Linked DNA regions of Mus musculus: all the other regions are linked to region 1. The links are chromatin contacts, called in public promoter capture Hi-C maps. All regions are on one chromosome and are shown on one strand. The core of a region is the stretch at or near the end of the contact, and the rest is flanking DNA. Distances in the headings are between cores, read along the strand shown.

Evidence for each region. Promoter capture Hi-C pulls out the DNA fragments that hold promoters and counts their contacts.
Region 2: a contact with region 1 is called in a promoter capture Hi-C map of pre-B cells, with 6 times the contacts expected there. The contact joins the promoter of A230107N01Rik here to the promoter of Lysmd3 in region 1. A contact is called at or near these places in 6 of 39 promoter capture datasets (frontonasal cranial neural crest, hippocampal neurons, liver and 3 more), 3 of 484 Hi-C or Micro-C datasets (B cells, CD4 T cells and uterus), 1 of 115 datasets of contacts at active chromatin or transcription factors (astrocytes) and 1 of 9 other capture datasets (liver).
Region 3: a contact with region 1 is called in a promoter capture Hi-C map of pre-B cells, with 5 times the contacts expected there. The contact joins the enhancer-like site here to the promoter of Lysmd3 in region 1. A contact is called at or near these places in 3 of 39 promoter capture datasets (the C10 cell line, liver and pre-B cells), 1 of 484 Hi-C or Micro-C datasets (cerebellum) and 2 of 115 datasets of contacts at active chromatin or transcription factors (embryonic forebrain and embryonic stem cells).

The regions. Positions count from the first base shown.
Region 1 is chr13:81,656,391-81,659,090 of GRCm38.p6, forward strand. Lysmd3 (LysM, putative peptidoglycan-binding, domain containing 3) reads left to right here and starts at 1,416. Exons shown (of 3, transcript NM_030257.1): 1 at 1,416-1,546.
Region 2 is chr13:84,220,739-84,223,438 of GRCm38.p6, forward strand. A230107N01Rik (RIKEN cDNA A230107N01 gene) reads right to left here and starts at 1,437. Exons shown (of 2, transcript NR_138587.1): 1 at 1,400-1,437; 2 at 1-1,152. It overlaps Tmem161b (transmembrane protein 161B), which reads left to right and starts at 1,558. Exons shown (of 12, transcript NM_175187.5): 1 at 1,558-1,696. The coding sequence starts at 1,694.
Region 3 is chr13:84,346,928-84,349,627 of GRCm38.p6, forward strand. It overlaps Gm41011 (a long non-coding RNA gene), which reads left to right. Exons shown (of 2, transcript XR_873707.3): 1 at 1-1,972. Among named protein-coding and RNA genes, the nearest start is that of Gm41011, 4.4 kb to the left of the region's middle. Within about 2 kb of position 1,309, at least 244 of the 459 cell types and tissues checked have an H3K27ac peak or open chromatin away from gene starts, as enhancers often do. A contact at or near this core is called in cerebellum, embryonic forebrain and pre-B cells, where this site is marked.

The DNA.
Region 1 (2,700 bases), core at 166-2,665:
TTAGATACAAACAATCATTCAAAAGCTTTGCAGATCTCGTGTAGGATGTTTCTTCAAAGCAAACAGGTAGTAGTCCTGAAGAAATGCTTGGAATTCGTTCTCCCTCAGACTCTCCCAAGGATTCCATGGCCTATTGACATTAAAATAAGAAAAGTAACCTACTTGCAAAAAGACGGTTGCATTCCATTAACATTCATGAGGCCTGAACAGCCGAGGCCCTACACATCAAGAACGGAATATATCCTTTGTCTCCTGATGAGAAAATGTCTCCGTGATAAATGGTTACAGACAGCGGTGTCACAGGGGCAAGAGCTCAAAGAATAACTTGGGCAAACTTTTTTTTCCCCGGTTGTCTTTGCCTGGAGTTCTTTGTAGCATTGTTCAGCACAGTGCCTTGTCCTTTCAAGTAAAAGGCGCTTATTGCAATGTAAGTAAAATCCCAGTCCTTGCAGAGGCACTTCTCAGAAAACCAACCGACCAAGGAACCAACAGAACAAACAAACAAACAAACAAACAATCAAACAAAAAACCCTTTGGAAATTGGAACAGCGTTCCAAAGGCTTTATAATTACTAAGTATTCGGACTGTAAAGAAAAGTGTGGTACGTCTTTAGGCAATGTTGACCTAAATGGGTAAGCATTTAGTCAAGTGCATTGTCGGTCGTCAGCACAAAACACCAGGTGCACCTTTAAAATGTCATACATCATTCGCATAAATACAAACACTGTATTTACCACTTCGGCAAATTTCTAAAAAAAAAAAAAAAAAAAAAAAAAAAAGTCAGAAGAGAGGTATTTATTTCACTGCCATAGATAGTGCAACACCAATGGCGTCCTGTTAATTTTCAAATCCAAGTAGGTTAGTTACAAGTTGTTGACAACTTTGTCCCATCAAAGTGCAGCTCCAGGGCACTGTGAGCTTAGCTTGGCTAGGTGGCTCACTCTGCTGACCTACAGACCCAAGGCACTCTGCCTGTCTTGTTTGCTGCTCTAGGGCTCGTTCGATATGGTAAAGCACGGCCCAGTGTTTTTGCTTTCTTCTGCCCCACCGAGAAGAAAGTGCCAGATACAGAGCATTAAGAAATGCACAGCGGCTCTCCATTGGCTCTTCCTCAAGCATGCCCTCCGCTCAGTACGTTTCTTAGCCAGGAGGACCCGTTGGGTTTAGATTCACAGACTGCAGGAGTCCAACACGGCCCGGCGGCCCCCGGACGGGCGGGGCTAGAGGCGGGGCTGAAATCAGGCCCCGCCCCGGCCGCATCGGCGCGCCTGCGTGCTGGCGTGGGCCTGCGGTTGGCCGCGGGGTTCTGGGTTCCCCGCCTCCGCCCGCGCCCTCGCACCTCCGCCTACTCTACGCGATGACGCACCGCAGGTTTGCGGACGTGGCGGCGGCTGTCGGTGCGGAAGGCGGGGACGGCGGCGACGGCGGCGACGGTGGCAGAAGCGGACCCAGACACCGGAGAACCTAGAGTCGGTCATGAACGTCTCCGGGGCCGCGGCTGTGGTGGAGGACATAACCGTGTCGCCGCGCCCCTGCTAGAGGACAGGTGACGGTGGCTGTGGGGCGGGGCGGGGCAGGACGTCGATCGGGGGGTCACCGTGGGGCGCTGTCCCCGGTTCGGGAAGGACTCTTACCTCCCGGTTTTGGGCAGCCCTTTCCGGGCCATTCTGCCTGTCCCCTTAGCATCTGCTCCGAAGCGTCCCAGTCTGACGCGGCGACTTAGAAATCAGAGATGTAATCTTTGCGGGGGACGTCCGGAGGAAAGGGAAAAATAAAAATAAAAGCGAGTGGAATGGAAGAGGGAGGAAGTTTGCAGTTGTTGCTTAGGTTTAAAATTGGCCCTGGAGAATAGGATCGGGGTGATTCTGTCCTAAGTGCTGAACTGGCTTGTGCCCTGTGAGTCTTCTCTTGCTCCCTGCCGAAGGTCAAGACCAAATATTAATATGCAGCAATTAATATGTAGTACCTAGGGATTTGAGAGGTCGCTTTCCGGTCTAGACCGGGTGGATGAAAACATGCTCACGATACCCATTGATGATCACTTTCAGGACGTTTGTCAGCAGTGCAGTATGCAACATGTTCTAGTTTTCTGAAGCCATAGATTCCATAGATAATTCAGAGAGGTAAAGAGAATTGAGGCTGATGGCTTTGATTCCGTGTACTTTCTAATCTTTAGTAGATTGACATGTCATTACCTTACTGGGCCAAAGTGCAGCTTGGCACTTGGATTACAGATGAACAGTCAGACCGTAGTGTCCAGATTGTTTATTTTGCTTTCCTGTCATTTTAGAGGAATAGAGACAGATGCGCGAAGACGGGAGTCTTTTGATTCCTGATTAAGACATGGTGAGGGAAAGACTGATAGAAGAACACATTGTTTCAAATGGCTTCTGGGTATTAGTCAGTAATTTCAGAGAGCTGTACTAAGAATGGGAGGGAGAGCGCTTTAGAGGGATAGCATACCTAAGGCAACGTAACCACCCATATGCATTGCTTTAGATCTAATCTTTTCTGCTTTTGATGGATGCTTTTGAGGATCTGAAACAGATACTTCCTGAGGTAGTACATGTATGTATGTATGCAACTTGCTACTGGTTCCACAAAACTGACAGACATCCTCTACATCTAAGATGTGGGCTTTTTATTTTGTTTTTAGAAAAGACCTAGATAAGGGAGTGCAAGCGTCCTTGTAGAAACAGG
Region 2 (2,700 bases), core at 187-2,686, 2.6 Mb after region 1:
AGAATATAGAATCTGACAGTCTATTGAAAGTAATAAGGTAGTAAAAACTGATTTCTTGTTTTTCCTCTGGCAGGAATGGATTCTATCCTGCTAATAATTCCTATCCTACTGTCATATAGGAGAAGATGTTTTCTGATCCTTAACAAGGCTGCCAGGTTTAGGACAGATGGAAGACCCACTGTGTCACAAGTGAAAGACAAGACTTCACAGAATGTGATGTCACTGACAGGCTGATAGGCACTCGCCACCTCCATCTTTTCTTTCTCAAGGATAGCAATGGCTTCCCCCAGATACAGGAGCGGTCAACCGGAGTCCTTCTTTACTATACTGCAGTTGCCCTGGGGCCTGTCTATTAACAGGCTTGTTTCTATAAAGCAGTAACAGAACCCTTGGGGAAGTTCTCAGTTTCACAAACTATTCCTCAAGGCTATTGGTCTCGGAGTAGCTTCTCTCATTTCTTATAATTTCTCTATCACCTGTCACCCTATCTCCCCCCACCATTAAAAATTAACATAATGTATAAACTTTGTTTCTGTATCCTTTTGAAACAGCACCAATCTAACATCTCTAGGTAGCTCAGGATTGTTTCCCAGGGTCCTTGGGCCAGTTAGAGGTTGAACATCATAGCTGTTTCATAGTTGCAAGTTTGTGCAACCTTGACTGCTGAAGATGAATTTCCTCCCCAGTTCTGACTCCACAAGAGAACCACATTATGGTAAAAGGTATCTCACGGAGAAGGGTGAGATAAGCATGTTTCCATAAGGATCGTTAAACGGTGTGATAATTTCTGGGCCAAAGATGCTCTGTGTCCTTATTTCAAACTTACCTCTATGGTTAACCCTCATCACAATATAAAGGCAAGTTCACTGGTACAGATTTGGAAGGAGGGAGGTGTCATAAAGCATAAATGTGTGTGTATTTATGTATGTATGTATATGAGAATGTTGTAAGGCCCTTTTTGTTCATATTGGTATTAAGTAGGTAGGAAATGTCCATACTGAATTTTCTTCTTAGCTCCTCTGCTCTTTGTAGATATCCTCTGGCTTGAGCTGGCGTCTGTGAAGAGCAAAGAACTTCTAAAGGTCACATTCCATTGACCTAAGAGAGGAAGGTGCTTGGACAGCATGAATTTTTAACTGAGATTCCAAGGTACTGCGTAAGGAAAGCGGACAGAAAAGAGGCTGGCTGAGCTAAACAATTTCTGAATGATCTCAGCATGAATACAGCCAAGAAGGTTCTTTACCCTCAATAAACCGTCAGAGTACGAGGGCTACACCCACCCAGCTGATCCCTGCAGCAGCACAAACCGACCACCAGCGCCCGCGAAAAATACCGCACCTACCTAGGAATCCTGCGGGCATGCCGCCCCGCCCCGCCCTGCCCCGCCCCGCCCACCTACCTGTGCGCCTGCGCCCCTGCGTTCTCAAGGTCAGCCCCGCCCCCCGCCCTAGCCTCACACCCACGGAAGTGGCTTTAGAGAACGCCTTGCGGCTCCTCCTCTCTGCGTGGCGTGGGGTCGCTGGCGGTCCGGAGAGGGAGGAACTTCCTGTCCCATGCGGGCAGGACTTCCGGCCGAGCCGGAAGACCTTTCCCTTCGCGGTTTCGAGAGCTCCGTTTTGCAGAACCTGAAGGGGAGATTCTGGACGGTCCCGGGGACTCTAGACTGTCTGTCCCACGACCTGTTCTTGGCGTTATGGTGAGTCTTGTGAGGATGAGAGTGACAACCTTCAGGAGGAAAGGACAGGGAGGTCAGTCTGTGAAAGGAGCCGGTTGATGTCCCTGCTGGGAATGGAACCTGCTGGAGCGTTGGGATGAACCGCTGGCAGGACCCCAACCTTCCCAGAGTGCGCGCGGCCGCCGCCGGGGTTCCAGACAGCCGAGGGACCTGTGGGGTTGGAGAGGGGCGGGTCTGTCGGAGTACCCAGTCTAAGGAGTCTGCCCTCGCGTGTGTCCTGTGGCGCCAGGTGGCCCACTGATGACCTTGCTCTACCCACCACGTTGTCCCTGCCACCTTTTCCCGCCGCAGGCTTTTGGCTGAGATTTTAAGGACGCAGCAGTGCCTTTTTGCACGCTTGCCTGTCTCCTTGGAGACAAGCAACGCCGAGGCACTTAAGACAAAATTGGCTTCTCTTAACACTCAACTAGAGCAGAACTGAAAATCAATGTCACTTTTAAAGAAAATGTCCAGGTTGAGTCCCAACAGATTTAACTTGAAAGGAAAAATTTGTAATTTCCTATTGTACATCTCTATCGAAGGAGGGAGCACAGCTTGAGCCATATTATTTGCAAGTGTCTTAAAGGTTAGGTGAGAAGGATACGTAAACATAAAAAGAACCTGGTGTGAGAGATTGGAGGGAAAGGAGTAACCGAAGGGTGTTTTACCGTGAGGCCAGTCATTCTCAGAGTTCTCTGCTGTTTTAGTCTGAAAGGACAAGGTTCAGGGACTTGTACAAAGAACGTCTTAATCAACTGTAGATAAGAAGCAATGGGTGCTGACTGATCACACAGTTCAGGAGTTAATTGATGAAATGAATGGGATTTCGAAACATCTAAGTTTGGCTTTATTGGGGGACTATGAGAGGAAGGCAGGTGGTTGTGTAGGGGCTGGTGACTGCAGTCAACTACTTCCTGGAACATAAAAGGATTTAAAAAAGATAGTTGCTATTTCCAAGGTCCTAGGGTTCTGGTAAAGTTGAACAG
Region 3 (2,700 bases), core at 59-2,558, 2.7 Mb after region 1:
AGAAAGCAAATGAACATCTAATTTCTTAGGGATTTTTTTTTTTTTTTCAGTTTAGAAAGCTATCTTCAGGCTGAAGTCATTTCGAAGTATTGTTTGAGCGAATATGCTACAGCACTCAATTATCTAAGATGCATCAATTATTTTTTTGACCACTTTTGTAACAAGAATGTATTGATCTGGGTCTTAGAAACCCTTGGCACTCTGACATGTTTCATAGTTGCCGAATAGGGTGGGTTTCTTCTTCCGACAATTGTACTGAGCGCTGCTGATGGAATCTGTCCTCTGCCTGTGCCCATGGGCAGAGGACACAGGCTGTGGGTGTGTCCCGCCCACAGATGCTCGCGCGCGCGTGTGTCTGTGTATGCATTGTACACACGTATTCTCCACTGTGTGCCCCAACTGGAGCCATTTTCCTCCTTTCAGTGCCCTGCGTGTATTAGTAATATGCAAGTAGAATCATTTTGCTTGAGTATATTTTGGAGGGGGAGGGGATAAACCATTTAATTCTGCTCTAGTATTTCCTCTGCAAAATTTTCACTGCGTGTGAATTCGCGTGAATGCCTTTTCTGAGGTGTGTGTTATGTGTGTGTGCTTGTGTGTTGGGGAAGATCATTGGCTCATCAGCGGGTGTGTGCCTCTGCGTGTGGGAAGCATGCAGACTCTGAGGACCTTGGGAGCAGCCCACGTTCTCTCCGGGTGCCCTGTCTGTATCTGCCCTTGTGTTTTGTGTTCTTGATGTGATTATGTGCGTTATTTACATATGTGCTTCTATTCTTTTGCCTTCGTGTAGTGCCTTTCTCTACAGTCCACACATTTCACATATATTCTTTTATCTTTTGGCAAAGTGCCTTTTTTGTTCCTCGAAGAATATTTATTGATGTGATAATCTGAAATGAAAAGTGGTCTCCCATGAAGGAGATGGAAGAGAAAGGAGCGTTCATCTTTCTTAATAGACGGGGCAGTGCCAGTTGACTGGATCACAGGGTTTCTCTGCACTTTCTGCGTGAGTCTGCGCGTGGGGGTGGGGGCGGGGACGGCTGAAGGAGGACGGAAAAAGACCTTTTAAGCAGAACAAAGATAGGACATCGCGCCTCCTTGCGTCCTGATTGCATACTGCATCTACCCGGCGGTCCCGACTTTAGAAATCAGAATTCAGAGATTTTCTCCTTAAACCATTCAGAGGCCGCCTCTCAGACCCAGCCCTCGGACCTCAGCCAATCACCGGACGCCATGCAAATCACCTCTTTCGCCCTCCAAACCGAGGTCCAGTTTAAAGGCAGTTTCTGCCGCCCCGCCCATCTTAGTCCTTCCCTTCCCCCTTCCTCCTCCGCCTCCCACACAGCAGCTGCTTGGGAAGAGGGCAGTGCTGGGTGCTTCATGCATATGCAGACAGATCTATCCTCCCCCTCCACCCCATCCTCTCTCCCTCTCCTCCCGCCCATCTTTGCCTCGCTCCCCAGCCCCCACCCTGCCGCCCACTAGTATCTCCAAGTCTCCTCGACGTATAGTTCCCAGCTCTGGTACATGCAGCTGCTACCCACAAGTATGCCCAGGCGCTCCATAGGAGCCAGAGAGGGAGAGGGAGGAAACCTCTGCTTTTGAAATCCGCTCGAAGGTCAAGTTTGTGGTTTACGGAGCGGGAGCCCGAGACACTGAAAATGCTGTTGAGTCTGCAAGAAGACGGTGCATGCAGGAAGATGGTTTTGCCTTGGTTTTCTTCCACTAAACAGCAGATTAATTTCTCTGAAACACACAAAGTACCGGTCATGTTTAAAGGCAGGGTGATGATAGATGGTTCCGCGTGCGCACAGTTACAGAGCATATTTGTCTTGCACATCAAGGTTCCTTAAGCCACAAAGCACTGGAGAGGAGATCAAAGGGTGTTATATCTTCTTAGGAGCAGGAAGGTTGGGAAGTGCGGCTAGCAGTACGACCAGTGGCGCTGGACCTGCTTGAGGTGGGAAGTTAAATGGTAGGTACGGAAACATGACCTGGGACCTACGGAAAGGAAAAATAATTCTGTGAGAAGGCGAATTTGCTAGTATTATGCATACGCAGACTGTGACCAAGGCTCTTCCAAGCCGCCCTAAACATTTTCAAGTTTTGAATAACGCACTGAACTGACCTGGATTCCTTTAAAAGTTGGGGAAAATACCGTCGCGAAAACCGCGCTTTTAGAGTGCTTGGAGATCCTCTTAGGAGGAACCGGAACTGTGGCGTGACCTTGTTTTATAGATCTACTTCTGCCCTGAAATACCTTCAGGACTTTCTAGAGGAAATTGCAGCAGGTTCCCCTTAAATCTTACTCGGTGGACAAGTGAGGGCTTAGCAAATTTAAACACGCACTTTGCTAAGATTATTTACCGAACACTTTTTTTTTTTTTTTTTTTTTTGAATCGAGGGCGTTTTGTGTGCCGAGAACAGAGCAATATCTTCCAGGCAAAGCGCTTCACGTGGCTGGCAGTTCCCAGGTGCCACGGAAATTAGGAAAAGAAACAGCAAGCAGCTCAGAACGGTTTCTGCCCTTGAGCTGCTCCTGCTCTAGCTGGAGGGAAATATGTAGGTGGTGCTTCCCAGCCCAACAGGAAACAGTTCAGAGAGCTCTTAGACTGCAGTGAACCGGCGGCGAGTTGGTACATTCCTATAGTGAAACAGGGCAGCAATTAAGAGTGAATGGACGATCTTGAAGGCAGTGTTGGA